3 separate regions of the Mus musculus genome follow, and all the other regions are linked to region 1. The links are chromatin contacts, called in public Hi-C maps. All regions are on one chromosome and are shown on one strand. Each heading gives the region's core, a stretch centred on a gene start, on an enhancer-like site or on the middle of the called end of the contact. The rest is flanking DNA. Distances are from core to core; before and after follow the strand shown. Region 1 has its middle 46 kb from the start of Gm30483. Region 2 overlaps Zfp536 (zinc finger protein 536). Region 3 overlaps Zfp536 (zinc finger protein 536).

What was found. Hi-C and Micro-C count contacts between places; a contact is called where the count stands out from the background.
Region 2: a Hi-C map of cerebellum shows a contact between it and region 1, with 2.0 times the contacts expected there. The contact joins two enhancer-like sites. A contact is called at or near these places in 5 of 484 Hi-C or Micro-C datasets (the HPC-7 cell line, cerebellum, cortical neurons and 1 more), 7 of 115 datasets of contacts at active chromatin or transcription factors (astrocytes, bone marrow-derived macrophages, craniofacial prominence and 4 more) and 1 of 9 other capture datasets (embryonic stem cells).
Region 3: a Hi-C map of muscle stem cells shows a contact between it and region 1, with 2.9 times the contacts expected there. The contact joins two enhancer-like sites. A contact is called at or near these places in 3 of 39 promoter capture datasets (embryonic stem cells, hippocampal neurons and stem cell-derived epiblast-like cells), 2 of 484 Hi-C or Micro-C datasets (embryonic fibroblasts and muscle stem cells), 8 of 115 datasets of contacts at active chromatin or transcription factors (VIP interneurons, astrocytes, bone marrow-derived macrophages and 5 more) and 1 of 9 other capture datasets (embryonic stem cells).

What each region holds. Positions count from the first base shown.
Region 1 is chr7:37,372,252-37,376,630 of GRCm38.p6, forward strand. It overlaps a transcript of Zfp536 not described here. Among named protein-coding and RNA genes, the nearest start is that of Gm30483, 46 kb to the left of the region's middle. Within about 2 kb of position 1,805, at least 21 of the 459 cell types and tissues checked have an H3K27ac peak or open chromatin away from gene starts, as enhancers often do. A contact at or near this core is called in cerebellum and muscle stem cells, where this site is marked.
Region 2 is chr7:37,687,364-37,691,943 of GRCm38.p6, forward strand. All of the region lies in intron 2 of Zfp536 (zinc finger protein 536), which reads right to left. Among named protein-coding and RNA genes, the nearest start is that of 4930505M18Rik, 20 kb to the left of the region's middle. Within about 2 kb of position 1,963, at least 34 of the 459 cell types and tissues checked have an H3K27ac peak or open chromatin away from gene starts, as enhancers often do. A contact at or near this core is called in cerebellum, where this site is marked.
Region 3 is chr7:37,721,633-37,726,042 of GRCm38.p6, forward strand. The region is part of intron 1 of Zfp536 (zinc finger protein 536); the gene reads right to left. Among named protein-coding and RNA genes, the nearest start is that of Zfp536, 46 kb to the right of the region's middle. Within about 2 kb of position 2,584, at least 9 of the 459 cell types and tissues checked have an H3K27ac peak or open chromatin away from gene starts, as enhancers often do. A contact at or near this core is called in muscle stem cells, where this site is marked.

The DNA of each region.
Region 1 (4,379 bases), core at 555-3,054:
AGAGAGAGAGAGAGACTCTCAGATACTGGCCTCCCTGGTTCATCTCTCATTACCCTATCTGAGGTCTCCTGGTCATTGTGGAATTCTTGAACTTTTGAAGCACAGATTTAAAATAATGTACTTAGTAAAGGAGACTCTGGCCAGCTTGAGTGTGGCAAACAAACATGGCTCTGGCTGGCTCACCTGTGGGTCCACAGCTGTTTATTTTTCAAAAGAAGGAGATCTTGTCTTTAAAACCTTAGACTGCATCTTTGCTGAAGCTAGAGAATTGAGAACATTTTCTGGATCGTCTCCTGCAAGTTAGTTAAACACCGAGACTGTTAGGATCAACATAGATGTCTGTCGTTTGCTTGGACATACTCGTACTATGTTTTGCTCAGGGGAGGGGGACTGCAGTGGTGGTGGTGGTGGTGGGGATCCTGCAATTCCCTCTGAAAGAATCCTCAGTTCCTACTTGGTGCATGAGGAAAATTTAAAGACCAGGAGAGAGGTAGCTTGGTGGATAAAGACAGAGGAGACCAGAGCCTCTGGTGATGTGATGGGCCTGCCCTGGAGATGTTGTAGCCTGGGCACCCTGACGAGACTCCCCAGGGAGATCTTTGCTCCCCTGGTTCTCAGAACCGCTTCCTCCCTCCGCCCAATCTACAAACAGAATGGCTCTGTGCACCCTGGAGAGTGGGAGAGGGGTCACTAGTTAGTTCTGCACCTAGGAACCTCCTGAACCTGTCAGCTCTGCATCTTGCCCTGGGCTCTGTCCCCTTCCCGTGGAGCAGCTGTTAGGGAGGTTTTCTCAGCAAACAGATGTCTGCTGGAGAATTGAAGGCTGGGAGTTGGAGGCCAGCTCCCGACTGTACTTTGAATTATGTCTGCCTTGATCATTACGCAGTCATTCACATATATTTTAGACATCAATATTGTCTAGAAATATTCTCCAGTCCTCAATGCTATTTATATGCTTCGATTCTTCTCTCTGCTTCTGCTCCGAGAGTATGCTCCATGCTCTCCCAGAGCCACCGACTGCTTTCATATCATTTTCATAAATATTTTTATTGGGAAGGGCTTGCCATTTTATTCTAAATTATTTCTCTCCACGCTAAGCAGAAGCCAGCACTCCTGGGGTGCCCAGGAACCTTCCTAACCTGTTTGGATGGGAGCTGAGCTGGTTCTATGTGGCTTTAAAGGAAAGAATATCTTATGGTGTCTCTTCCCAGACAGGGAAAATTTTGACACTAACAAAAGATAGGTTATAATGATGTCACTTTGGTAAAGCCATGGCAGACAGGACTCTTATTTATGTTAGAAACACTGCTTTGGCTTACATCTGATGTCTGCATACAGCGTAAGTCTTGGGAAGGAAAAAGAGCTCATGTGTAGTATGAGAGAAATAAGAAGTACAGGCATGAGGGTTGGAGAGATGGCTCAGTGTGTAGAGCATGTCTGCTTTTACAGAGGACCTGGGTGTGGTTCCTAGCACCCACACGGCAGTTCATAATGATCTGTAACTCCAGCAACAGGGGATTCTCTGCTCTCTTTCAGAGCCCCTGCATGTTGGAATGGAAAGGCACGCATGTGATACACACACAGACAGGCAAAACATCCAAACACACAAAATAATTTACAATCTTAAGTAGAACTACGTACAGGACTTGAGTGAGTATCAAAGACTGAGAATATTTTGGAGCAGAGAGCATCACCCCGAGATCGGGAAAACTGTCCTACCTCCTCGCTCCCTCGCCATGTACGGGCTGTGCCTAATCCAGGCTGCCAATAACCTGATCTGGCCCTGGCATGAGCTGCCTCCCTCCCCAGCAGTTCTCCAAGCAGCCTCTAGGTGGTGCTAATACTGCATAGCTCCAGCTTTTCGGCACAATGAAAACATTAATTTGCTATGAGATAATTTTTGACGTAAATGTAAAATGGTGCCCATTCGAACTCAGTAATGAAGCATGGTGCTTTCTGCGGCTCCTAATTTGACTAGTTAAATGACTCCATTACGTGTCTAACAGACAGAAGCAAATAATTTCTGGTCAGTTGATGTTCACTTATCCGTATCATTTTGCCCTGAAAATAAAAAGTCTCTAATCTACAATTCCTTTGTCTTGGTGGGTTTTTTTTTTGGGGGGGGGGTAAGATTATTAAGGCAAATATACTTAAATAATTCAGGTTAAAGTAGTACAGAGTAACAATTAAAACGCCAGCGTGTGTGCCTAATAGAGGCAGCACAAAACCGGAAACCATTTTCAAACTACCCTAACCTTTGCCCTGTCCCTTGGTCTGGGGTATTTAACAGAAGACTTGAGAGCTAAAAGAGAAAGAATCCATATTTCCAAACCCATTGTCCCCTGACAGCTAAAAACGGGCTGCTGCTGTCTCCTGTTCACTCTGCCACATAACTTTGAAGATTTTTGGACACATCTCAGTGTAGCAAAAATAAAAAGTAAAAATAAAATAATAATAATAAAATACTGCTTTAAAAAATATCAAGTGATGACTAATTTTGCCCAAAGGGGGGAAAATGGTTAATATTGAATCTTAATGTTCCTCATCTAAACGCTTTTTTCTTCCTGCTAAAAACAAGTTTCGAATTAAAGCATATCGGCTTACACATATTGCATGCATATTAGCGAGACACAGCTGTGTATGTCCCCCTCTTAAGAGCCATATGATTAAGTTATGAGATATCATATAATCCAAACTCTTTCTCTATTGGTCACCTTTTACAGACAAAAGCTTTTTCGTTTTTAGGTTTATTAAATGACAGAGCGTCCGACTCTGTAAGTGTTCCAGTCGTTATAATGGAGCACCTGTGACTTTGATTCCCTTCCCTCCCCCCCACTCCTCACTCACAAAGTCCATCTATAAATCGCTACCAAAATGGCCCAGGGGCTGACTGGGGCCAACCCTCCACGTCTGCAGCAGCTGCTGGTAGCTCCTTGACAAGGGTGGAGACCTCGGTGTGGACCTGGGTCTCAGAAATCTTAGTAAACGTCAGAATGACATGCCCCAGCCATGCCACCCCATAACTCCGAGGCAAGGGACAGTGGCCTCTCTTCATGAAGAACCAGTAGTTGAGAGAAAGGAGCTCTAAGGCTCCAAGGGAGCTCTTAGCTCTCGCTTCTCGTGTGTGGATCTGTGAGGCACCGTCTAGCAGAGTACAACATGGTAACTTGAAAATATGGTTTAAATGATCGTCACCCTGCGCCACTCCCCCCCCCCCAAAGTAACAGGCTCTCTGACCTAATTAAATCCACTTTAAAGAAACCAACTGGCGTGTGTGTGTGTGTGTGTGTGTGTGTGTGTGTGTGTGTGTGTGTGTGTGTTTTGTGTGGACAGCCTTTATTAAGCTTTTAAAATCGCAAATCCCTTTGTGCGTGCAAACTCCAGCAGTTTCCATGTTCGGGTGAGGGACACAGAACACAGACTATGTCTTTTGATGTGAAACAATGTCAAAAGGACTAATTATGAGTCATACTTTCTTGAAATTTTTGTTGGCTGATGTCGCCTCTGCAATTGGATCCCTGCATAAGGCCAGCAGCTCTTGCCGGAGGGGAGAACCTGGCACCTTCTGTTCCTGGGCCATCACCCTGGCCCTTTGCTGTTATGTAGGTCGAGAACGCCCGTGGGTTTCTAGGAAGGATCTCACTTTTAAACTTGGCATGGAAGTTACAGCTGGAGAGCAATGTCGTAGCGCAAAGATCTGTCTACACTGTGCGTGCTGAAAGAGGAAATGAGGTCAGGAGGGGCAGAAGAGAAGTGCATCTAAGGAAGGCTTCTTGGGACCTCAGGTCAGGCTCAAAAGCTGCTCCTGTAGCCCATGTTCTTCACAGGAATGCCTGCTGCTCCAAGTCTCTGAAGACAGTGGCTGGCAGCTTTTAGAGGGGCAGCCCTTTATCTGAGTCCAGGGAATGCAGGCCAGAGAGGAAGCAAATCCCACCTGAGGCTGAGCCCACAATGCTACCTGAAAGTGAGGGAGTCCCTGGATAGCAAAAACATAGAGTTAGACACAGGGGCAGGTCAGAGGCTGCACAGGAATGAAAGTGAAGGAAACTGTCCAGGTTAGAGCTGAGCTCAGATGAAAGGCTTCCCGAGCAGCTCGTGGGAAACGTTACAACTCCCTACGACCCATAATGGGAGCCAGATTCTTCTCCTGGTGGTTGTCAGGGAAGCCCCAGCACCTCCCACCTCCCCCGGAACAGCTGAGGGTCAGCACTCTTGGCCCTGGATTAACTGCTATGAACCTGTGAGGGGAAGGAAATGCCTGTTCCTGAACCAGGGACTTAGCAAAACGGTCCTAGAAACTGAGTTGTGGTGCTTTTATTTTATTTTATTTTTCCTTGTGCTAGCAACTGAACTCAAGAGTCTTGTGCACACTAAGCATG
Region 2 (4,580 bases), core at 713-3,212, 320 kb after region 1:
GTTGACATCCCAGCCTATGAGGCAGCCTACTACAAGACCTCATACAAACAATACAACAGTTGTGTTGTACTCCACTGCATCCCTGAAGGAAGAAGTGTCTCTGTGCAGATATTGTAGTGTGTCACATGACCTTTAAACAAGGCCTTTGGTTCCAAGTGCCCCAGTCAGGTCAAAAGAGGAGTCCTACTGAGCCACACACCACCACCCCCAGCCCTTCACTGGGGGATTCTAGGTAGGGCTCTACCACTAAAGTGCATCCCAAGACCTTTTAGGCTTTTTCTCTTTTAAGACAAGTAGGGCTCACTCATGAGGTAACCCAGTCTTGTTAGTGAGACTCTCTGACTCCAGCCTCAGGAGTCCTGGAATTAAAGGTACATTCCAACAGGTCTAGAAATTTTTATATGTAGTGTGTGTGTGTGGGGGGGATGTCTGTGTGGGTCTTGGATTGATGGAGGTTAGAGAACAACTTGCAGGAGTTGGTTCTTTCCCCCTATTATGCAAATTCCAGGGATCAAACTCATATTCTCAAGCTTGGCAGCAAGCCCCTCTACTGCCTAAGCCATTTTGTAGGCCCTGTTTTTTTTTAATCTTTGTTTTAATCATTATTTCATAAAGAAAGAAAAGGCAGGTGTTTTGTTTTTGTTTTTGTTTTTTTTTCCCCTAGAAATTCTGATGACTTAATTGAACTAGCAAAATTAAAAGTTGTGGTTTGGTTTGGTTTTCGTTTATTGTTGTTGTTGTTGTTTCATTGTAAGGAAGTTGAGAAACTAATCTTTGGGTGAGATAGGATGGCAAAAGTCCAACTGCAGGGCCTGGGAAGTTCTCTGGTGATCAGAGGACAGGGACAGAGGAGCTGGGCCCTCCCTAGACACCCTGGGAGCCACTCTCCCCCTACCCCAGAAACCCACAGTGAACGTTCTCACTTCTCCCTTGTCAGGCTATCCACCTTATGACCCACAAACCCCTAGGATTCAAAGTCATGCTCACCCTCCTCCATGGTGGACTTGCCTCCTTTATTCCACTTTTTGTCACCTACACAGTGGTAAATGCAAACTGCCCAGGTATTCAGCACTGCGCCCTGCACCCCAGTGATGGGGCGTGAGTCTCGCCTGGTTGGGTAGCAGTCCTGACCACTAAACTAGGGGGCTCAGACTAGTCTGAGCAGACCAACCTCAGACTGCAGCAAGAAGCAGCTGAAGTGTGTGTGTGTGTGTGGGGGGGTGAAACACAGCAAGGAGAGAAGAGAGTGACGGGGGGGGGGACAGGGAATGTCAGATTTGATATAAGTAAAGTTTCCTTAAAGAAAATATTAAATATCATGACTGTAATCAAAGGGCCCGAACGGCGTGAGGGAAGACGTGACGCGAGGTTCATCTAGAGCCCATCAAGCACTGGCACAGGGCAAAAGAACAGCATGGATGCCCAAATCTTGGAAACGCTTGGAAATTACGGTGCCCTGAGAAAAAGTACTAAATATAACAAACCTTTTGGCTCCCTGCACTTACACTGTGTCTCGACATCATTTATTGTCTGGAAGGAGTCCTAACTTTTTAGAGGTACAGGATCCTTACATCCTATCCCCAGTTTGAGGGTTGCTCTGTGGGTAGATCTGAGATGGACAACCAGCTGGTGTCCCCTACCACTGCCCGGTGTCAGTAAAGATGAGGGCAGCTTTGCAAACTCCTCCTGATAATGGGAAAGCCCTCTTGATGCTGAGCAGGTGTTCAGCCTTGCCCTTTATAGCTTGTCCTAAGAAGGAGCCCCAAGCCAAGGCTTTGGGACATCACATCCCCTTGGCCAATCTCTACAAGGACACCAGCCTGAGTCCTGGGGTCAGCTCGCAGGGGTGCGCCACAGATAATGAGGAGTGGGCTTCACCAAGTAGCCCTCTGCCACCATCGTGAACCACCGTCTCCCTGTGGCCCATTATCTGAGCACTTGAACCCTGGATAACAATGAGTTCACGGAGAATGAAAGTGCTCGGCTTTAATTGTCTGCATTTAGTCACGCAAACAGAAGCAATGGTCTGAGAATGGCTAGTTAGCCGCTGACAGCCTCTGCTCTGGAGCCGGCTCCGAGGAGCGGTTACAGACTGTTTTGATGGAGACTCTGCCAGAGCAATAAATTCCCTCTTAAACCTGTTTGCCTGGAACAAGTTTTCTCCCTTTTTTTTTTTTTTTTTTTTTTTTTTACTCTGTCTTCTCCTTCCTCCCCACTCCCCCCCCCCGCTTTTTTTTGCCTTAAATGAAATTCCTGCCGCCGCTAATATCCAACAAATAAACATCATTAAGAAATTGAAGGCACTGAAAGAATGTGCGGTTTATGTTAAATTTTCCCCTGTCAATCAATTCTGCATGTCTGCATGAAGCCGATGATCGCATCATCGTGTTAGTGTGCCTGACTTGTTCAGCACAAAGAAGGTGGGAACACTTTCTCAAGCAGGGATGTCAGCACTTGAAAACCCATCACCATCTGTGCTCATTTTCCGAGAGGGAGAAAAACAACCCCTGTTTAAGAATACACCAGAACAAATAACTTGAATGTTTGAAAATAAACCACGGGGTCAAAGAAACTTTATAATGAAATGGGGAAGCAGCGGCATTGTTCTGGGTTTTTTTGTAACACGGGCCTTCGGTACCTTCGTTTACCGAGGTCTTCGCTCTAAAAATAGATATTAATAATAGCCAGGCAACGGCCCGCACTATGTGAAACGCATACAGACACGCTATTTTAGAAGCCCTGGGCTCTCGTCGAGGCCCCAGGAGCAACCTATAATGATACAGGTCTCACCCTCTCTCGGTTTGGTCCCCATGGCTTAGGGAGTGTCGCCCTTCCTCCCCTCTTACTTTTCCTGTTTGAAACAGAACAGGAAGCCCCCAGGCACCATACAAGATGATCAGTTTTTTTAAAAGAGGAAAAAGAAAAGGTAAAAGGGAAGGGAAGAGAAACTTTCGTCGCCCAACTTTTCCTACCAAAGCCTGTCAAAGCAACGTTGCAGACACGGCCAGAGAATGAATGGGAGTATTGTTCTGCCCTTAATAAACTTATAAGCCAGGAGCTTTTTGATCCTATTTTTTTTTTCTTTCTGCATCTCACTATTGTACTTTGTCACGAGGAGGTCTCGCATAAATAATGTCGTGTTCTTATGAAAGTTTTTAAGGCACCCAGAGTCGGACAGCACGGTTACAAATGATATCTAACACAAAGACTATCAATTAATCAAATGAGAACATACTACAGGAGCTCACAATACACAAGCAGCGAAAGGAAAGATAAATTGATTTCTGCTGAGGCACTGGGCCTTTTCAGCAGTACAACTGTGTGAAAAATACCAGTTACAGAGAGCGCTGAGGCAGCAAAAGCATTTAATACACCACAAACAGTTATCTAAGGCCCCGTCCAATAACCGACAGTACAGTAGTGTGACCTACATACTAACGCAGTCATTGTTAGATGTGGGAGCCACGCACTCCACACCAGTTACATGGCCCATAGCGTTCTCCATCTTTCTGGGAGCTCCATCCCTCTCCCCGCACCCCCTCCTTTGCCTAGTTTCTCCTGCTAAAGCCTCTACTGGGAGACAACACTAAAAGCAGAGTAACTCAGCCAATGCCTCTCTCCTTCGGCTGCCTCCTCGGCTTCTGAACACCTCTGAGTGTTTCTATCTATGGCATGCTGTTTTGTTACTTGTCCTCTGACGTCCTTTACTTTTTTTTTTTTCCTTTTGTGTCCCAATCTCAATGAACTTCTTGTCTTAAGGGAGGAAAAAAAAAACCAACTTTATCCATGTACAGGTGTGTGCTATATGTTTTATACCAAATGTCACCCACATATGTTGAATATGAGATGTCTTAAATACCTAGTCTCCAGTTGGTAGAGATGTGTGCAGACTGATGGTAAATTTAGGAAGTGAGGCCTCACTGGAGAAAGTAGTTCCCTGAGTGGGTTCTTAGAAATATTTCCCCCTCCCTCCTTCCTGTCCACCATGAGACAATAAAGCGTCCCCTCCACACACTAACCGTTTGCCTAAACACAGGGGGACAAGAGACTGTGGACCGAATCCTATAAAACTGTGAGCTAAATGAATCCTTCCTCCCATAAGATTTGAAAGGATTTTCTCCCAGTAGCAAAAACCCTCACTAACATGGTAGGGTTCTAGCTTCTGCATGGGTTCTGTTCTTGGTGCTACCCAGAACCTGGCATGATAAACTTGGCCAGGGAAATGAGAGGAGAGGCATGAGGTGTTGTGACAAAGAACCCCAGGGTCTCATTGTCTGCAAGCGAGCTTCATCTCCAGGTCCCACCATGCTCTTCTCAGGAAACATTGGTGCTCCCCACAGGAAGACGGAGAAGCTGCACGGGAGACGGGCTTGTAGGAGTGAGGGAAAGTCATCACACAGAGTCTGAACTTCAGTGTTACCACATGGGAACTTCTAGTGACTGACTGCACTTCCCAAACTCTGTCTGGAGAAGAGCAAGCTGGTAGACCTTTGAGCAACTGAGCAGCCTTGAAGGCCTTCTTCAAAGGCTTTTCTATGCTGTCCCACCCCCACCCCACCCAGCAGCTGACCATGGCCTTC
Region 3 (4,410 bases), core at 1,334-3,833, 350 kb after region 1:
GAAGGAGCTGCGGGACCCTTGTGTGAATACGCATGGATTGTGGGTAGGGAAATGAGAGAGGATGGCCTGTTTTTACCCATACACCTTGACCATCACAGTAGAAATTTCGGTTTTGTCCTGATCCCTTGGTACCCAGTGGGGTTCAGCTGCCATTATACAGATGAGAAAGGAGGCTGTACCAAGGGAAAGAAGCCATGGGATTGGGAACAGGCCAAACCCAGGGACATCCAGGCTTTCCCTGGCCCAGCATGCTGGACACCAGCCCTGGACACCAGCTCTCAGCCCAGCCTTCTGTTAGGACTCAGATGTGACCTGTGTGCTGCCCTGCTGTGATACCTCGGGCCTTGGTTGACCTGGGAGAATGCTCAGCTCATGAGTAACCAGTTCTGGAGATCGAGCGTGATTGCCTCCAACTTCCTTCTCCACAGAAAGCAACACTCTGCCTACCTCCTCCACCAAACCAGGCTCTCCTTCAGCCGTTTACTATCCCTACTCCAGTCAGGTAGGGTGGAAACCAGATGAGACCCTGGATCCCTACCATGTCTGAGTCTGTTTTAGTTAGTCACAGAGAACAGCACTAACCCTGTCTCAACAGCCATGTCTGGCCTGTAGAGACCACAGCCAAGGGCCCTGCCCATAGATCCCCTCCTCTTCCATCTCCTGACCTGTACCTGGGAGCTGAGAACAGCAAACTCTCTCTTCAGCAAACTCTCTCTTCAGGGCTGGGGACATAGCTCCATTGAGAGTGCTTGCCCAAGCTTGATCCCCCAGAACTCACAAGAGTAAAAGGAAGAGGAGAAGGAAGAGGAGGCAGCAGCATAGTAGAATACAACTGTACTCTTGGAGCTGGGAAGGGAGCCATGGAGATTCCCAAGGCCTACTGGCCAGGAAGCCTGATCAGTAGAGAGTTCCAGGGCAATGAGAGACCCTGGCCTCCATGTGCCTGTTCACAGACTGTATACATGAACACATATGCACTCCCCTCCCCACCTCCAGACAATGTTTATCTCTGTTCTTCTGACCTTATATTACCTTGATAATTATAAAACCTACATTGTAGGATGTCAGGTACGATGTCCAAATCATCCTGTAGGGAAGGAGCCAGAGTGAAGAGCGCACACCAGAACCTGATGAAGATGAGGCCTCAGGACATGCATGGCAGGGTCACCCCGAAGCTACCCACTTCTGTCTGGTCACCCTCTGTCTTCTCACTGCTGTTCTGCCCACAGGAGCTATTATTCAACAGCCATGCTGTCTCAATGCAGATAGCTGTAGGAACTCAGTGCAACTGTCTAAAGCCCAGAAGTCTGTCCCAGGGGTCCCACAGCTGTCCCTGTGCAGGCAGGCCTACAAACATGGAATTCACCTGCACACTGGTGTGGTGGAGGCATCCACGCTAGAGCAGAGACCAGCCACTTACAGGGCAGTTGGAAAAAAAAAGTATTCCCTAGGGCATCTTCCAATCTCATTTTAAAACAAAGGTGATGGAGAGGCCGCTCCATCTGTTCATTCTGAAACATTCAGAACAGACAGACATCAGACATTCAGAACAGACAGACATCAGAGCTCTCCAGCAACCCGAGATCCCGAGACATGGGCCCAGGCACCAGGATGGTCAGAGAGGAGTGCCAGGACCCCTCGCAACAGGCTTGCCTACAGTACATGTGTTTTCACGTGCTCCAACATGAAGGAAAGCCAAGCTGCTTGGAGCCAATCAAATTGTGCCCCTGTCTCTTTAATAAACAAACCCATGTGCACGTTAACAGTGTTGAAAATTCAATTTAAACTCTTTGTCTGCTGCTGCTTACTCTAAAGATGGTCTTTCTTTAACAACAGAGCACCAAGGAGTCGTTAGTGCTCTCTCTTCATTACTTCAAAAAACCAATCATTAGACACCAGAGTATATACGTAATTAGAAAATCACTTCCTTTGCAATCCAAGCTAAGTAGTTTACATACTGTAATTACAGGGACAAAATCAATTTTTAATCATTTCCCTGATTGGGCTCATCAGCTCTGTGGGAACATTGTAACCTGCTTGTTGTGCAAAAGCAACATCTGGGCTAAAACAATTACCCTTTGTTTGCTACAATATTCCTTAAATCTTTTTGCATAAAAAAAATGAAAACATGCAGATAAGATATTTGGATGTCTTTTTGTCCTTGATCAACACACACCCGAAAGTTCTCCTCATGACACAGCCACGTGTTCCCCAGAATTTACAGTTTAACGGTACACATACAAGGAATGGTTTTGTGTGTGTGTGTGTCTTTTTTTTTTAAGCCAGTGAGATAAAAGTATCTGATTGTTTTAAAGATCCATTCAACTGTCTAATTGTTGCATGGCTAACACATGGTATTCAAACATCCCACATATTACAAAAGCTCATCTGGGGTAATCATGGGTAACTATTATTGCGGCGGTTTACACTTTTCTAATACAAATGAATGGATTTTATCAAAACTTTAAAAAAAAATCTAAAAAGCTGAGTATGTGTGAAAAATAGCTGGTATGAATTGGCAAGGCGAGCCTGAGCATTTTGTTCTCTTAATAGGAAATGACCTCATTTACACTGGAGTAATAATTAGTACTGCTTCACTGACAGTTAAGAAAAAAAAAACTTTCCCAGTATAATACAGCAGCCTCGCCTTTGTTAGGCGATCTACATTGATTATTAACCCTTGCTGAGAAAGTCCACATTTTATTCTAAGTTCCACCATGCCCCTGCTTGCTGGTAAAAGATAAAAATAGCTATTTTGGAAACCTTTCACCCAGATTTCCAAAAGTTGCTTGCATATTGGAGCTCCTGGGTGACCATCTAAAACGCTTGGTGTCATCTTTGAAGAAAATATAGAAAGCCCCCACCATTGCACTGATCAGCCACCAAGAGCCCCCACTAAGTCCCCTACATTCGCCTGGTGGCCTGGTCCTCCCTGGCCTTTTGATGTTTATTGGTTTTGATTATGGCTTGTGAGTTTCCCAACCTACAATTAATTCATAGTCAAAACAGGCCTGCAGGAAAAAGGAGAGGGATGGAGCGTGTTGAGGGAGACAGTACAGCCATGCTGGGTCTCAGCCCAGCTGAGAGAACAGGCGGTAAAGGTGTCTGAGAGACTAAAGAACAACAGTCCAGGAAGCAGCCAGAGCAACTATAAACACACAAACGCGCGCGCGTGCGCGCGCGCGCACACACACACACACTGTTCTGTGTTCTGAAGGAACTGATCCTCCACCAAACTCAAGTCGACTTTTAGCTCATGTGTTTTATGTACTTCCTAGGCACCCCAGTGTTCTAAATTCCAACACTCCTGCTTTCATTCATCCCAGCAGCAATTCTGGGAAATGGGGCTGTGACCATAAACCTTTGTGGGTAGGAAACTGAGAAACTAGCCATGAAGCAGAAGGCCCAGTTTAACAGTAGGAGAACTGAGATGTAAACTTAAATAGAATGGCCAGTGTTAAGAACCACTCTGCCTTGGAGAACCCCATGGAGGGGGTGTGGTCCAATGGAGAGGGCGTGGCCTAATACCTACTTCACAAAGACACCCAATGACCCTAACAACTGTGCCCTCAGGGAGGCACAATCCTCAGACTCACTAGGCTCCTAGTCCTCATTTCTAGGAGGTAAATATCATGAGAGCCAAGTAGAGAGCAGCTGATCTCATTAGAACACAAGCTGAGTGACAGGTTCCCCAAAAAGTAAGAAACGGAGGCATGCGAAGTCGCTGGGCACGAAGCGGTCCATATACTACCCAGGATTCGAGTGCAGGTCACTGAGAGCCAGGCCTTGGTAGGCTCCACCTGAGCATCAGTTTGCCCAGTATCTTTGCGGTGCCAATGACCTCTGTCTCATATCACTCCGAACAAGAAAGCACAAAGTAGTTATGTCTTACTCCCTGCACCAAGGAGATGTGAACCCCTCCGTAGGCTCAGGACCCAATAAGATGGCATGTCAACAGAGTACAGAGAAAAGATACTGAGAAATTTGTATTGCTTTCTAACAGGCTGTCACATGAGTGTAAGTACCTCTTCTGTCAGTAGCATCCTCAAATCACCCAGGTGGTTGCACAGTAGCCTTCCCTGAGCAGAAGTGCACAAGAACAGGAAAGCGCGGTGGTTCGCTACACACCTGCGCTACCCACAAGCCACTGCGGTTCGCAGATTCTCAACAGCAATCACTGACGCTGTGCAATCAGGCAGTCCTGGACTATCTGGCTGGGGAGCCTCTAGCCAAGTGTGGCTACTAAGCACTCAAATTACTACCAGTGCACAGTGAGACCGGCTGTAACCTTAAGATGCAAATCACACAGAGAAAAATGCAAAAGGTCCTATTAATACTTTTTCCTGCCATTGTTGTCCTGAATGTGGTCTCCCTATGTAATCTTGAACTCACATTCCTCCTACCTCAGCC